Regions from separate parts of the Mus musculus genome. Here all the other regions are linked to region 1. Evidence: chromatin contacts called from public HiChIP or PLAC-seq and promoter capture Hi-C data. All regions are on one chromosome and are shown on one strand. Each heading gives the region's core, a stretch centred on a gene start, on an enhancer-like site or on the middle of the called end of the contact. The rest is flanking DNA. Distances are from core to core; before and after follow the strand shown. Region 1 holds the start of Wbp2 (WW domain binding protein 2). Region 2 holds the start of Sumo2 (small ubiquitin-like modifier 2). Region 3 holds the start of Nup85 (nucleoporin 85). Region 4 holds the start of Armc7 (armadillo repeat containing 7). Region 5 holds the start of Snhg16 (small nucleolar RNA host gene 16).

Region 1 (3,995 bases), core at 178-2,677:
CCCAGCCGTCCTCTCACCTCTGATCCCTGATTGCGTCATTACTAATACCCATCTTGGACTATGCTCTTTAAAAACTGCTGGGCTGGCTAGGGACATAGTCCAGCTTAGAACAGTGCTTTTCGTGATGTGCATGAATACTGGACTCAACTGATCATCATAACTTTGTAAACCCAGGCTCGGTGGTACACACCTGTAATCTCAGGACTCTTTCTCAAAAACCAAACAAACAAAAATCTGTAGCCATTTGACTTTTATTAGTGTGCACCTAGAAAAACAAACAAACAAACAAACAAACAAACAAACAGACAAACAACCCCAAAGCGAACAGAAGGGTCTCTTGCACTGTGAGTTAATAATGTACCTGCCATTTCCCAGAACTGTTTTACTCTGCAGCTGAGGCTGGTCTGGAAATCATTATGCAGCCCAAACTGGCCTCAAATCTGTGGCAATGTTCCAGGATGTAGGGCACCATGCTGTCTGCTTCAAACCAAACACTGGTGTCTTAAGGTTAAGGGTAGGTACGCTAAGATGCCACCCAGAAACTGAAGAGTTCTCCCAACCCTCGACAGCCCTGCGAAAGATACAACTCAGAGGTGGAGTTTAGATTCACTACAGCGCAGTGGGGAGACACCCACTAGCAGAAACGAGTCAGTGGTATTTTCAAAGTCCTACCTGGCGGTTGGTCATGTGCTTTGTCAGTCCACTCAATTATTCTAGGTCCTGTTTAAACCCTGCTGTTTAACTTCTGCAGCGGGATCCGCTAGATCAGAGCAGGAAGCAGCGCCATCGCGAGGCGGCAGGCGGCAGGTGCTGGGCGGGGAAGAGGGTGGGGAGCGGACCGCTCAGTCCCCAGAAGTTCACAGTCCGACTCTGGGTCCGGGATCTGGATCTGGGTCGATTAAAGTGGCGTATTTTATTTTTTTCGGGCTTTGCCAGTCCACTGTAGAAGGGACTGCATCTCGCACTGCTCTGTAAGTTTGCAATGAATACCCAAATGTAAGCGCGAACTACTCATGACAGTTGCGGAAATGAAGACGGCTGGTTACGTAATGTTTAAATGTACCATACACCAGATCATCAAATTTAAGTTACATTTCTTCGATTGAGTTTGCTTAACATGAGGAAGCTAGGATGAGAGAGGCGTACAAATGTTTAAGTAGTCTTGTAAATATAATCTCTAGCCTGGCCTATAATATAAAAAAAGACTACAAATTCCAGAATGCACTCGTCACTAAACGCAGGGCGAGGCCGCGGTTGCCGGACCACTGCCTGCTGGGAATTGTAGTTGGCTGCTTGTTTGTGATGCAGGTGCAACTTGGGGGAGGGAGAGCGGGAGTAAACTCTCCCCACGTGACAGTCCAGATCAGGTGGTTGGTCAGCCTGCGCGCAGGAACTATGATTGGCTGACTGTAATACGAACGACGCCACTAGAGGCGGGCCAAAGACCAGCGCAAGCGCAGAGCGTTGCGAGTCTCGGGACCCCAGTGGGAGAGACTATGGCGCTCAACAAGAATCACTCAGAGGGCGGCGGAGTGATCGTCAACAACACTGAGAGGTGAAAACACGGCGGAAGGATCCTGGAGACTTGAAGGGCGGGTGTCGGCCACTGTGTGTGGTGGGCGGTGGGATATGGTGGAGAAGGAAATTGATGGAGCGCTGTGGGGGGGGGGGCGTGGGGGGGGAGGAAAGAGGGAGAAAGGGGTGGTAACGGCCGGAGGCGGGGCTGGAGGGAGTGGGTGGGTCGTTGGGGAGGGCCGGAGTGCTGATCAGCTGGGGTGATGGGTGGGGGTGGGGCCAGAGAATGGTGTCAGGGTTTGTTTGGGAAGCCGAGTGAGGCCCACGGGTGATTTCTTGAACCCCTTCCCAAACGAAGTCTTAAAACATAGTTGCTATTTATTAGGCGTTCACTACGTCTTTACTATGCTGCGTCAGCTCTACCTTAGGTAATACATAATCCTGTGCCGCAGAAACTATTAGACACATTTTACAGGTAGGGCAAGTGACGCCTAATGAGGTTAAAATAACTTAGACCATTGTGCTGTGAGTAACAGAAGGGGAATTGAAGGAAGGTAACTTGGCCCCAAAGTCAATAGGCTTAACTACTCCTGTACAGTTTTCTCGTATATTCCAGAACTTCTCAAGTTCCAAAAGAAAGGCTGAGGCCCTAGAGGTGGTGGAACTAAATGTCTGTCAACTACTTAACCCGGTGACCCTTATAAAGGCTTGTCTCTTGCCTGGTTCTCTTGAATTCTTAATGGCTTGTGTCAGTTCCCCGAACAAAGGTCTCCCAACTTTAAGATTCTTTTTTTCTCTCCCCTCCTTGAACTGCTGGGCTTCTCTGTTCCTCTTGTTTCTTGTTCCTTGGAATTCTGACTCTCCTGACTTGCACTATCCGGGCTTGGATTAACTTGAGAGCCAAGAGAGACATGATGGAGGTCAGAGCCCACACCCAGTGTAGACAGGCACCCATCTTGGGACTTGTCACCTGGGAAGCTGACTCAGAGGAGAAGGTGGCAGTGACAAGGCCAGGTTCTGCTGACCTCGTGTGCGTAGGTCTTGGGAAGGGGCTGGCCAGCACATGTGCCTGGTGACCACTTCTTTAACCTGAGCTGCCCCTCTTTTATTGCACCAAGAAAGGATATTTGGGACAGGAGGAGACAGCTGAATGGAACCATACGAACTCAAACCTTTTTATCTTGTAATCTGAGAAACCTTACATTGTTTTCTGGTATACTTTGTCCAGTTCTTTGGCTGAGCCAAGTACTCTGATGCCATCTAATGACTGTCCCCACTTCTACCAGTCTCTCTGGTTTTTGAGGTATGGTTTCATTCCTGTAGCCCAGGTTGGCCTTGAATTTGAGGCAGTCCTCCTACCTCAGGCTTTTAAGTGCAAGGAATTCACCAGGGCTCTTTAGTTTCATTATTTGGGAGTGATTCCTTTTTGTTTGTTTTTCCAAGACAGTGTTTTTTGTGTAATAGAGCCCTGGCTGTCCAGGACTCACTAGGTAGTCCAGGCTGGCCTTGAACTTACAGAGATTCACCTACCTCTGCCTCCTGAGTGCTGGGGTTAAAGGCATGTGCTACCATACTGGGAATTTTTTGTCTCTTAAACTGAGTCTTACCTAGGTGGTATCTACCCTCCTGGGCCTCAGCACCTGGTTCATAGCTCATTGCTACCAGTAGGGTTCTAAGGAATAACTTGAGCCACACTTCTGAAACAAATGTGTCAGCAATAATTGAAGTTTAAGTATGATGCTCAAACTTTGGAATTTAAACTTGTAAACATTAATCTTTAATTCACAAACCACTGATAGAGATAAGAGCTGTGAACTTGCCGGGAGGTGGTGGTGCATGCCTTTGGTCCCAGCATTCAAGAGGCAGAGGCAGGCAGATCTCTGTGCGTTCAAGGCCAGCTTGGTCTACAGAGTGAGTTCCAGGACAGCCAGAGCTACACAGAGAAACCCTGTCTCCAAAAGAAAAAAGAAAAAGAAAAGTTGTGAACTCTTCCCAGAGAATTGAGTACATACACACACAAAGACACACACGCACTCGCGCCCCTATCTTAAGGGCTTTATGTGCAGAAGTTTTCTGCTGCTGCAGCTAGAGAAGCTTGGACTAGGGGCTGGAGAGCTGGTTTAGCAGTTAGAAATACTTCCTGTTCTCCCAGAGAACCCAGGTTTAGTTCCCAGCATCCATATGGAACAGCTCACAACCACATGTAACTCCAGCATCAGGGGGTCCAAAGCAAATATAGAATCATATCTTTTACATACATACATATATACATACATACATTGATTGATTGATTGATGCTGGGGATGAGCCTGGAGCTATTTACATATTAGGCTTGTATTTATTTGTTTGTTTTGAGACCATTTTTCTGTGTAGCTTTGGCTATCCTGGCACTTACTCTATAGACCAGACTGGCCTCGAACTCACAGATCCACACACCACTGCCTCCTTGAGTGCAGAGATTAAAGTTGGGCCATCACAAC
Region 2 (4,247 bases), core at 402-2,901, 550 kb after region 1:
GTCTTCTTTTTAATTTTTATCTTTTTGTTTTTGTTTCTCAAAACAGGGTTTCTTTGTGTAGCCCTGGCTTTTCTGGAACTCAGTCTGTAGACCTGTCCGGCCTAGAGCACAGAGACCCACCTGCCTCTGCCTCCCTAGTGCTGGGATTAAACACCTATGCCACCACAGACATGCAAGGAGGATTAAAAAAAAAGTTAGAAAAGGAGAGTTTAGAAAGTAGATGATATTGGAAGGGATTCATACGTCCCTGTAGAGGAAATATAGTAATTTTTAAAAGTCTATACTAGCTGCAGTGGTGGCACATGCCTTTAATCCCAGCACTTGGGAGGCAGAGGCAGGGGGATTTCTGAATTTGAGGCCAGGCTGGTCTACAGAGTGAGTTCTAGGACAGCCAATGCTATACAGAGAAACCCTGTCTCGAAAAACCAAAAAAAAAAAAAAAAAAAACAAAAAAACAAAAAAACCCAAAAACCAGAAAAAGTCTGTACTAAAACTCAAAGAAACAATTAAAATAAAGTTTAATAAAGAAAAAAAGATTAAGGTGTGCTACCACTGGCCTAAGGTGACAGAAAAAAAAAGCCTGTTTTGTGCAGAGTCGAAGGGAGTTGAGTAGGGGTGAGAAACGGGACGTATTACTGGTTTCAGCAAAGGTGACCTTGTGGAGAGTTCTAGTGGAGCTAAGAGGACAACAACAGATTGCAGTGGATTGAGGAGTGAGTGGGAGTTGAGGGGGTGGAGCAGCTGGCATGGGCATTTTTTCAAGCTGTTTGGTCGAGAAGAAGCACTATGGTGGTAATGTAATCGTGGTATTTCCCCCCTCTGTGGGAACACAGTAGTAGAAGAAAATACAGGGGTACAGGAAATAAAAACACCAAGTGAGAGCCACAGGGTGGCATGCACAGCAGAGGGCAGGATTTTCTTCAAATGCGAGGATCCTACTCCTACTTTGTACTGGATTAAGGGACGAAATGATTGATGGGCCCGTGAGCTTCAGGTTGGGTCGGCTCCCCTGATGGACTGTGTTCTCTGGAAGTTGGGAGGCAGGCCACAAGCAAGGAATCCTTTGAGTGGCTATAAGAACAGTTTTCCACAGCAAGAGTAGGGTTCCCAACAGGTTGGAAGACATTTGAGGCTCCCGGGTGGGAAGCTGGTTGATGGGGAAGGACGAAGGGACTGGGAAGTTTGATGTGCAGGGGGGAGTTGCATTTGTCCTACTGAACAGGAGTTTTTCTCACAACCCGCTGCTGCTTTTTTGATGGAGATGCCCCCTTCTACGTGGAGTTGGCCTTCCGTTCTCGACCTAGGCTCACCCCACGTCTAAGGCCACGCGCCTTCCTGTCCTCGCCGAGGACCAGCTGGAAGCCATTTTGATTATGCTCCACCAAAGAAGGAGGACAATACAGCCCCGCCCAGAGCCAGGCGCGCCCCCGCGGCGGGACTGGTGCGCGTGTCCGCGCCTCTTCCCGCCGACCTGGCGGGCGCCTGGCCCAGGCGGCGGAGGCGCGGGCCGTGGGGGGGAGGAGGAGGGGTGGTTATGTAAGCGTTGCGCGCTCCCGCGAAGCGGCAGCCAATGAGAAGCCCCGGATGCTCGTGCTCGCGCACGCAGGGCGGGGGGAGGGAAGCGCACGACGTGCGCGCGCCCTCTGCCTCGTCCACCGCTGCCGCCTCCTCCTGCCGCTCCTGGTGCTGCTTGTGCGCTCCCTCAGTGCGGACCCGGTGCCTCTTTTGTGAAGCGGCAGCTGAGGAGACTCCGGCGCTCGCCATGGCCGACGAGAAACCCAAGGTGAGCTCGCGGCGGCCGGCTGCGCCTCACCGTGCGGACCGGTGGGTGGCGCGGCCCGGGGTCCGGCCGAAGCCCGCCGCGGGCTTCCCTGCCTGCCCGGGGCCCCCCACGGGGCCAGCGGCGGCTCAGGCCCGGCGCTCCGCGCCATTTTCCTCTCTCGCTCTCTTCCTCCCGCCCGCGCCCGAGGAGGCCCGGCGCCCTCCCCCGCCCCCAGGCCCTCGGAGCGCGCGCGGCGCGGCGCGAGGCGGGCAGGCGGCGCTTCGCGGGAGCCCGCGGGCCCGGCGGCCCCGCGCTGGCTCCTCGGCGGCGCCCGGCGCGTGTAAGGAAAGCGTTGGGCGCGCGGGGTCTGGGGCGGCGGCGAAGGCGGGAGTCGTGCGGCCCGGGGTTTCCCTCTCGGGGCTGGGGCCGCGCCGGATCGGTGGTGTGTGCTCCGGCAACCCCGAGTGGGGGATTCCAGAGTCGGTCCGGCTCGAGGCCCAAGGGGCCCGCGGGGGAGGGGCTGCGCTCTCCGCCGTGCGCCCAGAAACCCGCACCCTGGCGGGAACCATGTGGCTTGTTGTGGTTGGAGGCTTAGGTGCGAGCAGAGAGACACGGGCTCAACTTGAGAACGCGCCCTCGGAGGCACGGGCTACTCTTGGCTGCGGACTAGGGGACCAGCATCAGTCCAGGGCAGGGCACTCTCTGGCCCCGACTCTATTTGGAGGGGGACACAGGATGGACGAATCGAATCCTTGGACATAAACATTTGATTTGCTGAACTGCTGTTGGGGTTGCAATGTACGGGAATACTTGCACGAAGACTGTATTGCAGCCATGACAGCAAAGGAGAGGGGGAAAATAAGCTCTGAACTGAAAATGAAGCAGTTATATAGTCGAACGTTAATCGGAAGATGTAAAAAGGGAGACTCGGGATATCCCTCAGTTGAGTGTGTTCGGTTTTTTTTTTTTAAAGATATGTTCATTTGATATCATTGAGCAGAGTTTGCTAACTTTTATCAAGAAGGTAGCAGTAAAATTTGAAATACAAGGTATGGTTTTCTCACTCCCACCCCAAACCGACTCTAGTAGTTGTAGCTTTGAAAAGAGAAAGGACACTGGTGTTTATGGGAAGCGACAAATTTGGGCGATGACAGGAAATAATGCCATTTTAGAAAATTTAACCTCAGATGCATCACAAATTATGCAAGGAGTTTCTAAGTGTATTGTTGCCTTGCTAGTATCAGTGCTTCTGTACCAGACTTGTAACACTTTGTGCAGGGTTTCTGATCTTTCAGCCCAGGGGCTGGGAACAGCTGTATGCTGTTGGAGAGCCTGAGAGAAACCTGTTGATTCTGAAGCGTTCGGGCCCGCAGCTTCTTTAAAGGTGTTTGTGTTTCACAGTTTCCAAATTACACTCTTATTTTTCTTTCAACAGGAAGGAGTCAAGACTGAGAACAACGATCATATTAATTTGAAGGTGGCGGGACAGGATGGTTCTGTGGTGCAGTTTAAGATTAAGAGGCATACACCACTTAGTAAACTAATGAAAGCCTATTGTGAACGGCAGGTGAGGAATTGATAAGTGTACTTCCACTTAATAATCCATGTACACAGCCGAATTAGGAGTAGAAAATGTACCATCACAGTATTGCATGACTATTTTTGTTAAGATGCATGTGATTATATTGTATGTACATTTGCAGGTAGGTTTAATATTATGATTCTTGTGCTAAACCAGTAATCCCTCATTAGATCCATAAGACTACAAGTTCCCAAGGAGATGTCTGCACTTGAATGAGGGGGGAAAGTGGATTAGTATTTGGTGGGGTTTTTGTTTGTTGTTGTTTTTTCCCTTTTATTATTTAGACAATGCATTCTGTCAAAATATTTGGGTGTGGTAGTACACTCCTTTATTCCCCAGGACTAGAGGCAGCCAGGAATACACAGAAACATACCCTGTCTCAAAAGAGAATTTTAGCCAATTTCAATTTGGGTATTGCAGTTTTTCTGAAGTATGTGGATTTTAGCACACACACACCCCAAACACACTTTTTTTTCCCAATAATTGTAGAGGTCATAGTATGGTATATGCTAAGCCAGATTACTGTATCCTAAGGAAGTTGCCTACCCAACCCAGAGGTTAGAAAATTGTAATCATTTTTGAGAAAAGCATGAACACTTTCATTTTTTACTATGAGGAAAACTCTTAAGAAGAAATAGAAAATTCTGTGTGATTTGGGTGTTGGGTTTTTGTCATTGCTTTGCTGGCTGCCTAGAACATGCTATGTAGACTAGACTGGCCTTGAACTTGGGCCGTCCTCCAGCCTCTCCTCCTCAGTGGGGTAGCAAGCCCCACTGATTTGCACAAATATGGAAAATCAGTGCAGGATTTATTAGAGCGTCCCTTGCAATGCTAAGTTAATAAAGCAAGGGCAACTTCGAAGATGACAGTTCTCTTTCCCACACTGGTTCGTTAGCTGTAGTA
Region 3 (4,078 bases), core at 607-3,106, 520 kb after region 1:
TTGATGATCTAATTAAGGACACTGCCCATGCTAAAGAAGTTATCACTGAGCCACTGAGTGATAGCCTACATCCTTGGTTTTTGAGAATGGGTCTGGCAACATATCCCAGGCAGCTGGGGACTCTCTATTCCCCCCGCCAACTCTTCTGCACAGTAGAAAATCTAAGGTTGCAAGCGAGCGTTGCCTGAACCCAGGACTTTGCCTTCAGCTGAGGCAGTCTAACTCACTTCTTTGGGCTTGTTTTTGTTGGGTTTCTCAAGACAAGATTTCTCTGTGTAGCCCTGGTTGACCTAAAACTCATTCTGTAGATCAGGCAGGCTGTGAACTCACAGAACCACCTGCCTCTCTGTCTCCTGAGTGCTGGGATTAAAAGGTGCGTATCTCCACACCTGGGCTATATGGGTCGTTTCTAAAGGTTAATTATAGGAAGGGGGCTGAAGAGATGGTTTGGCGTCTAAGACAACTGGCTGAAATTTCCTGCCTTTAATCCTAACACTCAGGAAAAAAGAGCAAGTAATTTCTGAGTTCAAAGCCAGCTTGGTCTAAACCAAGTACCAGGACAGCCAGGCTACACGGAGAAACCATCTCAAAAAACCAAAACCAAACAAGAAGTACACAGGCAGCTCTTCCAGAAGACCTAAGTTCAACTCCCAACACCCCATATGGCAACTCACATAAATATAGAGTTCTAGTTCCTAGAATCCAATGATCTCATTTGGCCTCTGCGGCACCAAGCACGGAGTGGTGCACAGTTATGCACGTAGACAAAATGCCCATACACAGACTATAAAATTTAAAAATTACTTAATGTCAAGTGTTGAACCACACACCTCAAGTCCCAGCACTCTGGAAGTCGAGGGAAGAAGATGTAGAATTCAAACCTACACAAAGATTGCACAAAGACAAGCCCACTAGGACTACATAGGGGCAACTTGTCTCAAAATAGCAAAAAAACAAAGTTTCAAAAATAAAAATATTGCCAAATAACTCCAGTTTCCTGCCTCAGAGAGTCAACCAATGTGCCAAGACAGATGTGAAAAAGAACTGCCTACCTGTTTGGTTGAAGGAAGTTTCACACAGAAGCATCTCGCCGGGGCCCCAGTCAAAACACATTTGCTTCTTCTTGGAATTCACACCTGGAATCCACTAGTAAGACATAAGGAGGCACAGGAGCTGTTAGCCCTACAACTGTCCATTCAACTTCCAAGTGTAACTGCGAACACCATACACCAGGCGAACAGCCTAGGTCGTATCCAATGATGCTGTGCACATATTCAGACATATACACACTTAAAAAAACATTTTCTAGGTGCAAGAGGAATAGAATACAACGCGACAGAAACTAGTCTATTGTCTCCCGTGAGAACAAATTATGCATTTATTAAGCCTCGGACTAGGACAGCAGGACAGGGAAAGGCCAACTCATCCCTTGGAGTGACCATGTGGGGCTTACACCAATCTCATTCTAACGCCCAAGGGGGGAAAACTAGAGAAGCAGAAAGGTTATAAAAACAAGGGTGATGCAGTGGGGTTTCCGCGAGCCGGCCAGTATTCACAGGACCTAGGGACCACTATTGCCATAACCTAGTTCCCAGTTAACCTGACATTCGGGATGGTGGCAACTGTGTCCAGGGAAGAAGCGTGCGTCCCGCATGTAGGGAGGCAGCCTGAAATGACCAAAGAAACGTAACCCTCACAGTGCAACAAGCCAAGCCACTCCACTCCGATCGCCCTTACAGTTACTGCGGGCTCGCAGTCGAGCTCCTCCATAGCGCCGTGCCCCCCGCGGCTGGGACCCTGCCGCGCGGCCGCTTCTCTGCGCTCAGGCCTCCCGCTCACAGACAGCTGCCAAAGAGGACCCCCTCCAGGGCGGCTTGCGCAGCGCCTGCAGACCTTAGCGCAACAGATCCCTTCGTCTTAGCCAAACACAGCCCCTTGAAGCCTTTCACACATGTTCCACTATTCTAACCTATACAACACATCATGAAAACGGCTCTAGGGCCCACGGGTCCTCAAGGAATGTTCCCAGTAGATCAGGCGGCGCCACAGACAGTCCCACACTAGGTGAGGGAAAGGTCCCCGGAGATGGCGGGAGAGGCGGTGGCTGGGAGGGTGTGCGCATGCGCAGAAGCGTGCTGGCGCATCTATTTCGATTGGAGAGCTACTCCGTCTCTGTAATCCTACTTTATCTCTTAGCGGTAGTTGTGATCCCTCCCTCCTGGTCTGTTATTAGAATATTCTCAGTCCCTTTTCCGAACTCCGACCAGTATAATGCGCTTATTTTGGAATTAGTCTCGGACACATGACATCCGTAAACAACGGGACTTCAATCTTTTATGTACTGGCAACTTTTCTTTCTTTAGGATTATTCTGAACTATTTCTACCTTAAATTGGTGGTCATACATGACTTGGAAGTAGGGCATAGTAACATAAGCCGGAAGATGCAGCACTTGGGAAGTAGAGACTGAAAAATCGGGAGTTCAGAACCAGCCTTAGCTACATGGCAAGGTTGAGCTCGCATCGGGGCTAACTGAGACCCAGACTCAAAAACCAAACTCCCACAAACTTTAAGGAAATAAAGGAAAACCTTTCTGTCAAATTTTTATCCAAATCCTAATCATCAGTGATTTAGGGAGCTAGAGTGTTGGCTCAGTGGTTAAGAGCATACGCTGTTCTTCCCGGGGAACCTGGATCAATTCAAAGCACTCACATACATGTGGAACAGTCCCAGGCAATCTGATGCCCTCTTCTGGCCTCTGTGGAACCAGGCACACACATGTAGTACACAGACATACACAAAACACCAGTATATATACAATAAAATAAATTTTATAATTAACTTTTTAAAAAAGATTGCATGTATGTGAGTAAACTGTCACTGTCTTCAGACACACCAGAAGAGGTCATCAAATCCCATTACAGATGGTTGGGAGCCACCATGTGGTTGCTGGGAATTGAACTCAGGACCTCTGGAAGAGCAGTCAGTGCTCTTAACTGCTGAGCCATCTCACCAGCCCTTAGTCTGTCTGTCTTTATTTTTTTGTTTGTTTGTTGGTTGGGTTTTTTTTTTTCTGTTTTGTGTGTGTGTGTGTGTGTGTGTGTGTGTGTGTGTGTTTGTTTTTCGATACAGGGTTTCTCTGTATAGCCCTATGCCTCCCTAGTGCTGGGTTTAAAGGCGTGTGCCACCACACCCGGCAAGCCCTTAGTTTTTCAAGACAGGGTTTCTCTTTGTAGCTTTGGCTGTCTTTGAACCTAATCTGTAGACCAAGCTGGCCTCAAAGTCAGAGATCTGTCTGCCTCTGCCTCTGGAGTGCTGGGGTTACAGACCTGTGCTACCACCACCCAGTGACAATATTTATTTATTTATTAAAATTATTTATTTTAGGTATGTGAGTACACTGTCTTGAGAACACCAGAAGAGGGCATCAAATTCCTTTACAGATTATTATGAGCCACCATGTGGTTGCTGGGAATTGAACTCAGGACATCTAGAAGAGCAGTCAGTGCTTCTAACTGGTGAGCCATCTCTCCAGCCCCCTTGTTTTTATTTTTCTGTCCGTTGGTTTTTCCTACATGATGTCTGTGTGAGGATGTCAGAAGCCATGGATCTGGAGTTACAGACAGTTGTGAGCTGCCATATGAGTGCTGATGATTGAACCCTGGCCCTTTAGAAGAACAGCCAGTACTCATATGTGTTGAGCTATCTCTCTAGCCTCAAATATGTTTTTTTTATTTTATGTATATGAGTACACTGTAACTATCTTCAGACATACCAAAAGACAGCATCAGGTCCAATTACAGGTGGTTGTGAGCCACCATGTGGTTGCTGGGAATAGAACTCAATTCTCTGAAAGAATAGTCAATGCTCTTAACCACTAAGCTATCTCTCCAGCCCTACCAACAATTTTTTTTTACTGTTTTAACAATTCTTTTTTTATTATTAGATATTTTCTTCATTTACATTTCCAAAGCTATCCCAAACCTCCCCCACACACACCCACTCCCACTTCTTGGCCCTGGCGTTCCCCTGTACTGAGGCATATAAAGTTTGCAAGACCAAGGGGCTTCTCTTTCCAA
Region 4 (3,708 bases), core at 507-3,006, 610 kb after region 1:
CCCAATAATGACTATCTATCATGGGGCAGAGGAGATGGCTTAGTAGGTAAAAGAGCTTGCCACACAATTCTGATGACCTGAATTCGGTTCCAGGGACCTACATAAGAAAACCAGATGCAGTGTCGAGCATCTGGAACCCCAGCACTCTCTCCCCATTAGCTGGAGGCTCACGGCCCAGCTATGGAGTGCACTGCCCTACTCTGAAGGCACAGAGATCTTCCCTTAGCAACTGGAAGAGGAGAACACAACAACAACGACTACCTTAGTTTTTAGAGACGACATCTTACCACATAGCCCTAGATGGTCCAGAACTCAGTACTCACGCTAGGCTGGCCTGGAACTCGGAAAGATCTACCTACCTCTGTCTTCCCAGTACTGGGGATGAAAGGCATGTACCACTGTACTCGGGGAGAACTGACTCTTGACAAATTTCATGCATACAGCCTGGTGCACATGCATACTCACACTCATCCACACACACATGCAAACACACACCTACACAGCAAATGTAAAAGAGTCTACCTTGAATAATTCAAACGGCCTTACAATAACCCAACTATAGGAGTTCTAAGCTACCTTTGCACCTCTTGACAGTAAACAATACAAGGGCAAGCTCCAGCCGGGCAGTGGTGGCGCACACCTTTAATCCCAGCATTTGGGAGGCAGAGAGGCAGGCAGATTTCTGAGTTCAAGGCCAGCCTGGTCTACAGAGTGAGTTCCAGAATAGCCAGGGCTACACAGAGAAATCCTGTCTCAAAAAAATCAAAATCAAGCAAACAAACAAACAAAAAACTAAACTTCTTTCAAAGAGGTTTCACCCCATTTCCTCACTTATTATCTCTTTTCTAAGAGGAAGAAAGACACGACTTGTTTGGAATGAGCTGTGACCCCGATAATGTGTGGAGGAGGAGAAGGTAGGTGGTCCACACACGGCAGCTCTGCCCTAGATGAGATCCCATCCCAAACACTAGTTTGTTTAGTGACAGTGTCTTACTCTGAATCCCAGGCTGGCCCCCAAGTCGCAACCATCCTCCTGCTTCAGCCTCCCGTAATGCTAGTTTTATAGGCGAGTGGCATGCCTGACTCTCAAGTCGCTCTAGTCTATAACTTGGGGGGAGGCGCGCGGGCACGGGGGTTGGGGGCAGCCTAACTCTTACCAATAGCAAACTTGATTAGGGTTTCATTCTCTTCCGACAGAGAATCAAGGAATAAGTCCAGGACTTGTAGTTGCCGTAGGTACTGGTAGTTGCCCGGGTCATAAGCGAAGTTGGCGAGGTTGGCGAGGACTTGCTCCTTGGCATCTGCAATGGGAAGCAGCCCTGGGGTCGGACCTGTGCGGCGGCGGCTGCCGTCAGAACCCTCCTGGGTCCCTCGTGCCCACGCTACACCTCTTACCTTGGCTCTCGGTTTCCTGGAACTCTGTGACCAGCGCCTGCAAGTAGCCTAGCCGCCCGACGTGGGGGTCTATCTTGGGTTTCTGTGCCATGGCTGGGGCGGCGGAGTTGGGAGCTCCGGTAGAGGCCACAAGGCCTGGATCCTGACCTGTCCCGGCGGCGACAGAGCGGCAGCAAACCCAGTCTTGTCCTGAGATCCGCGTCTGCAGCTGGGGATGAGCTGTGGGGGTGGCCAGGGGTCTCAGGATCCTGTCTGAGCCGGATCTGAAAACCAAAATTCAACCCGGGCGAGACGCTGTGGCTTTTCGGAACTGAAGGCAGGCACGCCCCCTTACCACACTCCCTGCACCGCTTCCTGGTTCAGGGCGGAAGTCTCTCTAGCCCCGCCCCAGGAAACGGAGTGAGCGGGACCAGGACGGGATTGGGCGTGGTTACTGGGCGCCTCCTGGGCTTCCCTCCGGATTTCTAGAGCTGGAGGCTTTAACCCTCCACTGCGCAGCCGCCGCAGCGGGGATGCGTCGAAGGAGAGAGGAAGGGAGAGGGGAGGGAAAGAGGAGAAAAGGAGAGAGAGAATGGTGGATGGATTGACAGCCGGGCAGACGGATCTTCAGGCCATCTAGACATGATAGTAGTTTAATCCCAGAACACGGAGTTTAAGGACGGTTTAGTCTACAAGGCAATCCAGAGCTACATGGCAAGACCCTGGTAACAAAACAGAACATCCATCAAACCCCAAACACAATCTTAGGGTCACAAGGAGCGTCAGGGAGGGGCCCAGCTTTGCCGTGCTGTGGTGGAGGTGGAGGATGGAGGCAGTAAGGGTTTTTAGGGCAAGGGTCAGGGGTCATGTACTATGTTTGGTACCAGGGACCTGAATCACAGCAGAATGGTTTGTGTACTTCACCTTTCCCTGGCCCCCACCTCTGGGGTTTAAGTTCCAGTGATCAATCCATGCCCAACATCAACCAAGAGCAAGAGTTTTAGTCTTAGTTTGGATGCTTGAGAACCAAGGTTGCTCCGTGAGAACTCTGTGCCCTTTAGGTTTTATAAGAAGCAGGCTAGGCAGACTTCTTACATCTCAGCTCAAGATGGCCAAGCGTCTGACTAGTCAGAACATCAAAGACCTGGGGACCTGGAGCCTTTGAGATTCCAGAACAAATACTTTGCAGACTCCCCTCAAAATTTTCCAGGGATGGTCCAAAGCAGATCCTGGCTACAAAAGAGTAGACTTTGCTTCCATCTTGTCTCCAAGCCCCAGGCTCCAAAGAACTGGGATTACAGCACACCTGGGCATGGGTGGGGCTGGAGATGGAAGTGAAGGTTTGATGTACGTGACTAAACTACATTTGCACCCTCATTTCTTCGTTGCTTATTGCCCTCAGATTAATGCCATTATTACCAACGGGCAAGTGTGATGAAAATTTCCTAGCTGGAGGATCACAGATTCTATTTTTCCTGGACGTGGGCCTGTTAGCCAGCCCCAACTCTGTTTTCTGTTAGAATGAAAAATAGGTCCCTGGCATTTGCCCTTCAGAGTAGAAACTTCCTTGGGGGGTGGGGGTGGGGTCAAGCTCAGTTCTGAGTTGCGATCCGGAAAGCAGTAGGGGACATTAGACAGAGAGGCAGACTTCAATTGGAAGATGGCATCTCATACAGGCCAAAAAAATTTTTTTAATAACGTTTATTTGTGTGTGTGTATGGTGCGCGCACATGGGCACGCCACAGAACAACTTGTGGTAGTGGGGCCTCTCCTTGTCCATGTGGGTCCCAGGAATCAAACTCAAGTTGTCGGCATGCAGCCAGCACCTTTACCTACTCAGCCGTCTCCACCCAAGGTCTAGAGACAGTGAACATAAGCAACTCAGCAAATGCACGGCTGCAGTACTTCCTTTGACCATGAGGGGGCACTCGTGACAGCACCTTAGAGGAACCGATCGCCTCCTAAAGATGCTTATTCATGCCAGATGGACTTGTGGAGGAGGATGGCTGGCGTCAGTCATGAAAATAAAATCATTTTCCTGATAAGGTTTTCTTGCTGGAGCCTGGTGGAGCCTGAACCAACAAACAACCCCAAGAAGTTCCTGCCAGCCTGAGGGAATGGAGGAAATTTACTCAGGCCTGGTTTCCGCTTTTCTTAGTCCAGAGTTCATGACCCGTGCGGCAGGGAATGTTTTTGTATATAATTCAGACCGTTTTCCCCTTCCCTGGAGTACCCTGCTGCGACAAGCCTGGGCTGATGACAGCTAGCCTTAAGAGATGACCTCAGAGACCAGCACCAGAAGCGAGTAAGTGGACATAGCTCCAGGCCATGGGC
Region 5 (3,894 bases), core at 1,071-3,570, 580 kb before region 1:
ACCCTTCCGAGTCAGGCCCAGAACCTGAGGCGCAGCCGTCACCTATCAGTAAGGAAACACACACAAGGTTAACTCTAAAAAACTCACATGGAGTCTTCCAGGCAAGCCCGGAAGGCTGAGTTTCAGGCATCCACACTCCACACAGAAAGGCCTCCAGACAGATAGCTTTATATCATCATGGACTCAGCTCCCACAGCAGGTCAGCCTTTGTGCACGAGAACTTTTTACAAGTTTTTAAAAAAGATTCAGCAAATGTTCTTAACCACTAAGCCATTTCTCTAATCACTCCTGTCCTCTTAAAGACAAGGTGACTCACAGGAAGGAAGCCAAGACAGAATTATGAGTTTGAACCCAACCCCTGTTCCACAACAAATGCAAGGCCAATCCAGGTTACAAGGGAAGACTCTGGAAAAAGGTCACTTCCAGCAGCATCTGCCTTACAGCTGAGCCAGAGTCTTTGGCAAGTCTTTGTAGACTATCAGTGAAATCCCTAAAATGGTACAGGTCACCCACTACAGCGACCCTACTGAAGGGCAGCCATTACCACACCTGCCACTAAGAGGTGACACTATACAAAGGAGTGTCTCCTTTCCCCACCCACATGTACAAAAGCATATGGCTGTCTGTTAAGACTGAGGATTAAAAAAACCTATCTCAGGAGGTGCTTAAACATAGCCAGTGCTCTGGTCTTGCTGTGAGAATGGTCATCAAACCGTTTCTCCATGCCTGCTCAAACCTCGAGGACTCTTAATTCCACTCCATACCCGTCTCATCCACTGACCTGGGTGGAAATGTGTGTATTTTAACACTTTTTACGTGTTCTGAGAGATATCCAGGTTTGGAAGCCAGTGATTCTGTGTTACAGAAGACAAGGCTCTGTGCTACTCCCAGGTAGCAGGCCCAAATCTTTACTTAACCCAATTTCTAGGCCAAAAAACAGCTTGGTGGCTAAAGGGGAAACCAAACTCACTCAAGTCAACCAGACACATAGATGCAGTGGCACACGCATATACAAAAGAAACAGAACCCACTCACTGAACGTCAGTTTACTTAGCAGTTGAGTGAGGAACAATTTTGTATTCACCAATGTTAAATGCAGCTTGTGAGAGTGCTGAGTAAGGAGGACCACGCCCTCCTCTGGACAATCAATCCCCAACAACCTCTAACCCCACCCCCACCCCAAACCTAACAACCAACCCTTCCCAGCTACCACAACCCCTGCGACTCTATGAAGCTCTTACCAGGCGCAGGCATCCTGAAGGCCCTTGTGCACCACCACGCCTTTCCATGATGCTTCCTGGAGACAACACCTCCGTCTGAAGGAGTAATAAAGAGATCCCACTTCATTCTAACAGAAGCAACCTTACTGTGGTCATTCTCAAAACAGACCTCAAAACGTCGAGCCTCAGTAAACCATGACTCTTCACAAAAGTGTCATTTCAGACAGGGATAACTTAAATCATCCTCAGCTCAACCAGCAAGAGGCCCCCCAAACCCCCCAGTGCCAACCCAACTCATTTTTGGAAATCCGGTTCTGGCAACCACGTTGAGTTGCAGAACGACACTCTATAGCCCCAAATTACACCGGCACAGACCCTCTTCTGGACTTGTTTGGAACCCTTACCGACACGGGCTGCAGAGGGCTCAACGCGCATTCTTCTGGCTGAACTTGAGAACTATGTCTGAGGCAGATGCCCACCATCTACCTATGCCTTCTGACGGGTGGACCACACCGAGCCCGTTGGCTTTCAGGGATCCAGCCATTACTTCTGAGACGGAACCTGCATCTTGTCTCCCGAGTGCCAAAAGGCAATGCCTTCGGGGAAGGAGAAGTTATGCCGCGTTAGAGCTAACGGCTTTCAGTTTTCAATCCCGTTCATGACAATCTGTAGTTAGCAGGAGTCACTCGTGTTCACTTAAGGCCACCACCCTCAATGGAGACCCCAGGGAAGACAGAGCTGAGCACATGGCTGGCTTTGGGTCACAGAGAGAAGACCGCTCCCCGCCCCAAGAGAAGGGAGATCGAAGACCAAAAAGGGCTTCATCCCGTCCGCATCAAACGTCTCGCAGTCTGGGGAGCATTTCCTTAGACAGCATCTCAGACCTCCTAAGGCCCACAATAGCAAAGGAAAGGGCTGATCGTCGACACGTCACCTCCGGAGAGAGCAAGCGTGTCGACGGTATGTGTAGGAAAAACCTCATCTTCCCTTTTCCACAACTTACCATCACCCAAAGCTTAGGCCTTTCAGGGAGAACACCACAGACCCGCGCGGCCATAACTTCCAAACACGCGGCAGAGGACCTCGGAAAGGACGAGATCGCGCTTGCGCGCAGTCTTCCCGTTTTCCCTCCCCTCCGCAAGTCTCGCCGGAACTCTCGCGATGTCGAGAATGGTTTGATGGGAAATGTAGTTCTAAATCTACCGTTGCCAAGAATGGGTCGTCTCACCTCACATTGAGTGAAGAGAAAGGGGTAAGATGGTGGCAGCCACCAGGGGCAGCAGAGGGTTCGGGGTAAGGAGCTTGGACTGTGAACTTCGGCGGTCCCCCGCTAAGTCTGGGGAGGTGGAGAATGTTCGAGGGTTCAGGGACCGTTGAGGAAACTGAGGCTCGTTAATTGTGCTGCAGATTTTTATCTGGGGTGGAGAAATGTCACTTGGCTTAGTTCCTTAGTGAAGTCCAGGGAGAGTCCCAGGGAATGGGCAGAAGCTTTTAAGATGGGGGCGAGAGCGGGTTCCGGCGGCAGGGGGCACTCGAGAGCTGCAGGGGCGACCGTCAGTAGCAGCAGCAGCAGCCCCAGGTATTCGCCTGCCTGTGGCACTGTTCTCACAGGGAAGATACAATGAAATCGGCGCTGAGGACTAGCCGGTATAAGTTGGAGATAAAAACCATTTTAATAGAGGGGTTTAGTGTGAGGATTAGGAGAAAGAGAAGCGCTCAAGAAGAATGCATACCCAGGGTGGGAACTGGCTCAAGGAGAGTTGCAATTGATTGTGTTAGCCATGTATAATTCTAGTAGCTCGTGAGTTACATCTTAAAAGGTTGCTAGGAGACACCCCCTCCCCACTTTCTTGCTATCTTGGTAAGTGAAATAAGTGTGCTGGCCCCAGAGAAGCGTTGGATGGAACTGTAGGCACAAGTCGCTAGGGGTTGCATGGGGGTGGGGGTGGTGTAATTGGTGAGGGTCGCTGAAAAATTGTAGTTTAATATCTGGGAAGGGCAAAAGGGCCTTCAGCAGTTGGTAATTATGCCAGAATTCTTGTTTCTCTGTTGGCAAGAGACTTGACAGGATTCCTGAATGAGGGACCCTCTTCCTCTATCGTGGGCGTGTTTTCCATGTCTTTCGATCCTGCCTCGTTCGTTTAGAGTATCATTTTGCATGGGGCATCTTGACTTCATTTTTAAATAGGACAAAATGGCAAGGCAGGGCCAGAACTTATACCTATTTACAAGCTAGTTTAAATTTACAAGATCTAGAGCCTTTTATTCACAACCCTCGCCCGGTCCTCCAGTCCTCCTCAAATGGAACTCTGTAGCATTTAGCCTGTATCATCTTTTTAATGTGGAAATCTGTTACTCACTCTTAATGACCATATCCGTGTATATTTCTCTCCTTTAATTTAATTGTGAGTCCTTTTGGGGGGAGGGAACTCTCTTAATATTTTTTTTATTCCCTCATAGTGCTGGGCTTAGTGTTGGGCTGTGTCTTTCTCACAGAATGTCCCAAGGAGATAATCAATAATGTATTCAGCAAGAACACAGGCCCTTGAATTTTCTATCTTACCCTTGAAGACAGACTATTTTGTTGAGTTCTGACAGGAAGGATGCATTTTCTCTCGGCACATTAAGTTCTTTCATGTGAGACTTGCAGGGGGAATTCTCAAGAATTTGCCCA

Evidence for each region. Promoter capture Hi-C pulls out the DNA fragments that hold promoters and counts their contacts. HiChIP or PLAC-seq counts read pairs in DNA pulled down with a chosen protein or histone mark.
Region 2: an H3K4me3 HiChIP or PLAC-seq map of bone marrow-derived macrophages shows a contact between it and region 1, with 3 times the contacts expected there. The contact joins the promoter of Sumo2 here to the promoter of Wbp2 in region 1. A contact is called at or near these places in 2 of 39 promoter capture datasets (liver and pre-B cells), 1 of 484 Hi-C or Micro-C datasets (CD4 T cells) and 1 of 115 datasets of contacts at active chromatin or transcription factors (bone marrow-derived macrophages).
Region 3: a contact with region 1 is called in an H3K4me3 HiChIP or PLAC-seq map of bone marrow-derived macrophages, with 2.2 times the contacts expected there. The contact joins the promoter of Nup85 here to the promoter of Wbp2 in region 1. A contact is called at or near these places in 2 of 39 promoter capture datasets (liver and pre-B cells) and 1 of 115 datasets of contacts at active chromatin or transcription factors (bone marrow-derived macrophages).
Region 4: an H3K4me3 HiChIP or PLAC-seq map of bone marrow-derived macrophages shows a contact between it and region 1, with 2.9 times the contacts expected there. The contact joins the promoter of Armc7 here to the promoter of Wbp2 in region 1.
Region 5: a contact with region 1 is called in a promoter capture Hi-C map of pre-B cells, with 2.8 times the contacts expected there. The contact joins the promoter of Snhg16 here to the promoter of Wbp2 in region 1. A contact is called at or near these places in 1 of 39 promoter capture datasets (pre-B cells), 2 of 484 Hi-C or Micro-C datasets (CD4 T cells and liver), 1 of 115 datasets of contacts at active chromatin or transcription factors (bone marrow-derived macrophages) and 1 of 9 other capture datasets (adipose tissue).

Annotation. Positions count from the first base shown.
Region 1 is chr11:116,084,427-116,088,421 of GRCm38.p6, reverse strand. It overlaps Wbp2 (WW domain binding protein 2), which reads left to right and starts at 1,427. Exons shown (of 8, transcript NM_016852.3): 1 at 1,427-1,555. The coding sequence starts at 1,497.
Region 2 is chr11:115,533,634-115,537,880 of GRCm38.p6, reverse strand. It overlaps Sumo2 (small ubiquitin-like modifier 2), which reads left to right and starts at 1,651. Exons shown (of 4, transcript NM_133354.2): 1 at 1,651-1,783; 2 at 3,198-3,329. The coding sequence starts at 1,763.
Region 3 is chr11:115,562,222-115,566,299 of GRCm38.p6, reverse strand. Nup85 (nucleoporin 85) reads right to left here and starts at 1,856. Exons shown (of 19, transcript NM_001002929.4): 1 at 1,738-1,856; 2 at 1,053-1,146. The coding sequence starts at 1,770.
Region 4 is chr11:115,473,715-115,477,422 of GRCm38.p6, reverse strand. Armc7 (armadillo repeat containing 7) reads right to left here and starts at 1,756. Exons shown (of 3, transcript NM_177778.5): 1 at 1,396-1,756; 2 at 1,158-1,301. The coding sequence starts at 1,486. It overlaps Slc16a5 (solute carrier family 16 (monocarboxylic acid transporters), member 5), which reads right to left. Exons shown (of 4, transcript NM_001080934.1): 4 at 3,025-3,708.
Region 5 is chr11:116,670,086-116,673,979 of GRCm38.p6, reverse strand. Snhg16 (small nucleolar RNA host gene 16) reads right to left here and starts at 2,320. Exons shown (of 5, transcript NR_027821.1): 1 at 2,224-2,320; 2 at 1,625-1,816; 3 at 1,242-1,316; 4 at 1-42. Snord1c (small nucleolar RNA, C/D box 1C) reads right to left here and starts at 1,475; the gene lies at 1,398-1,475.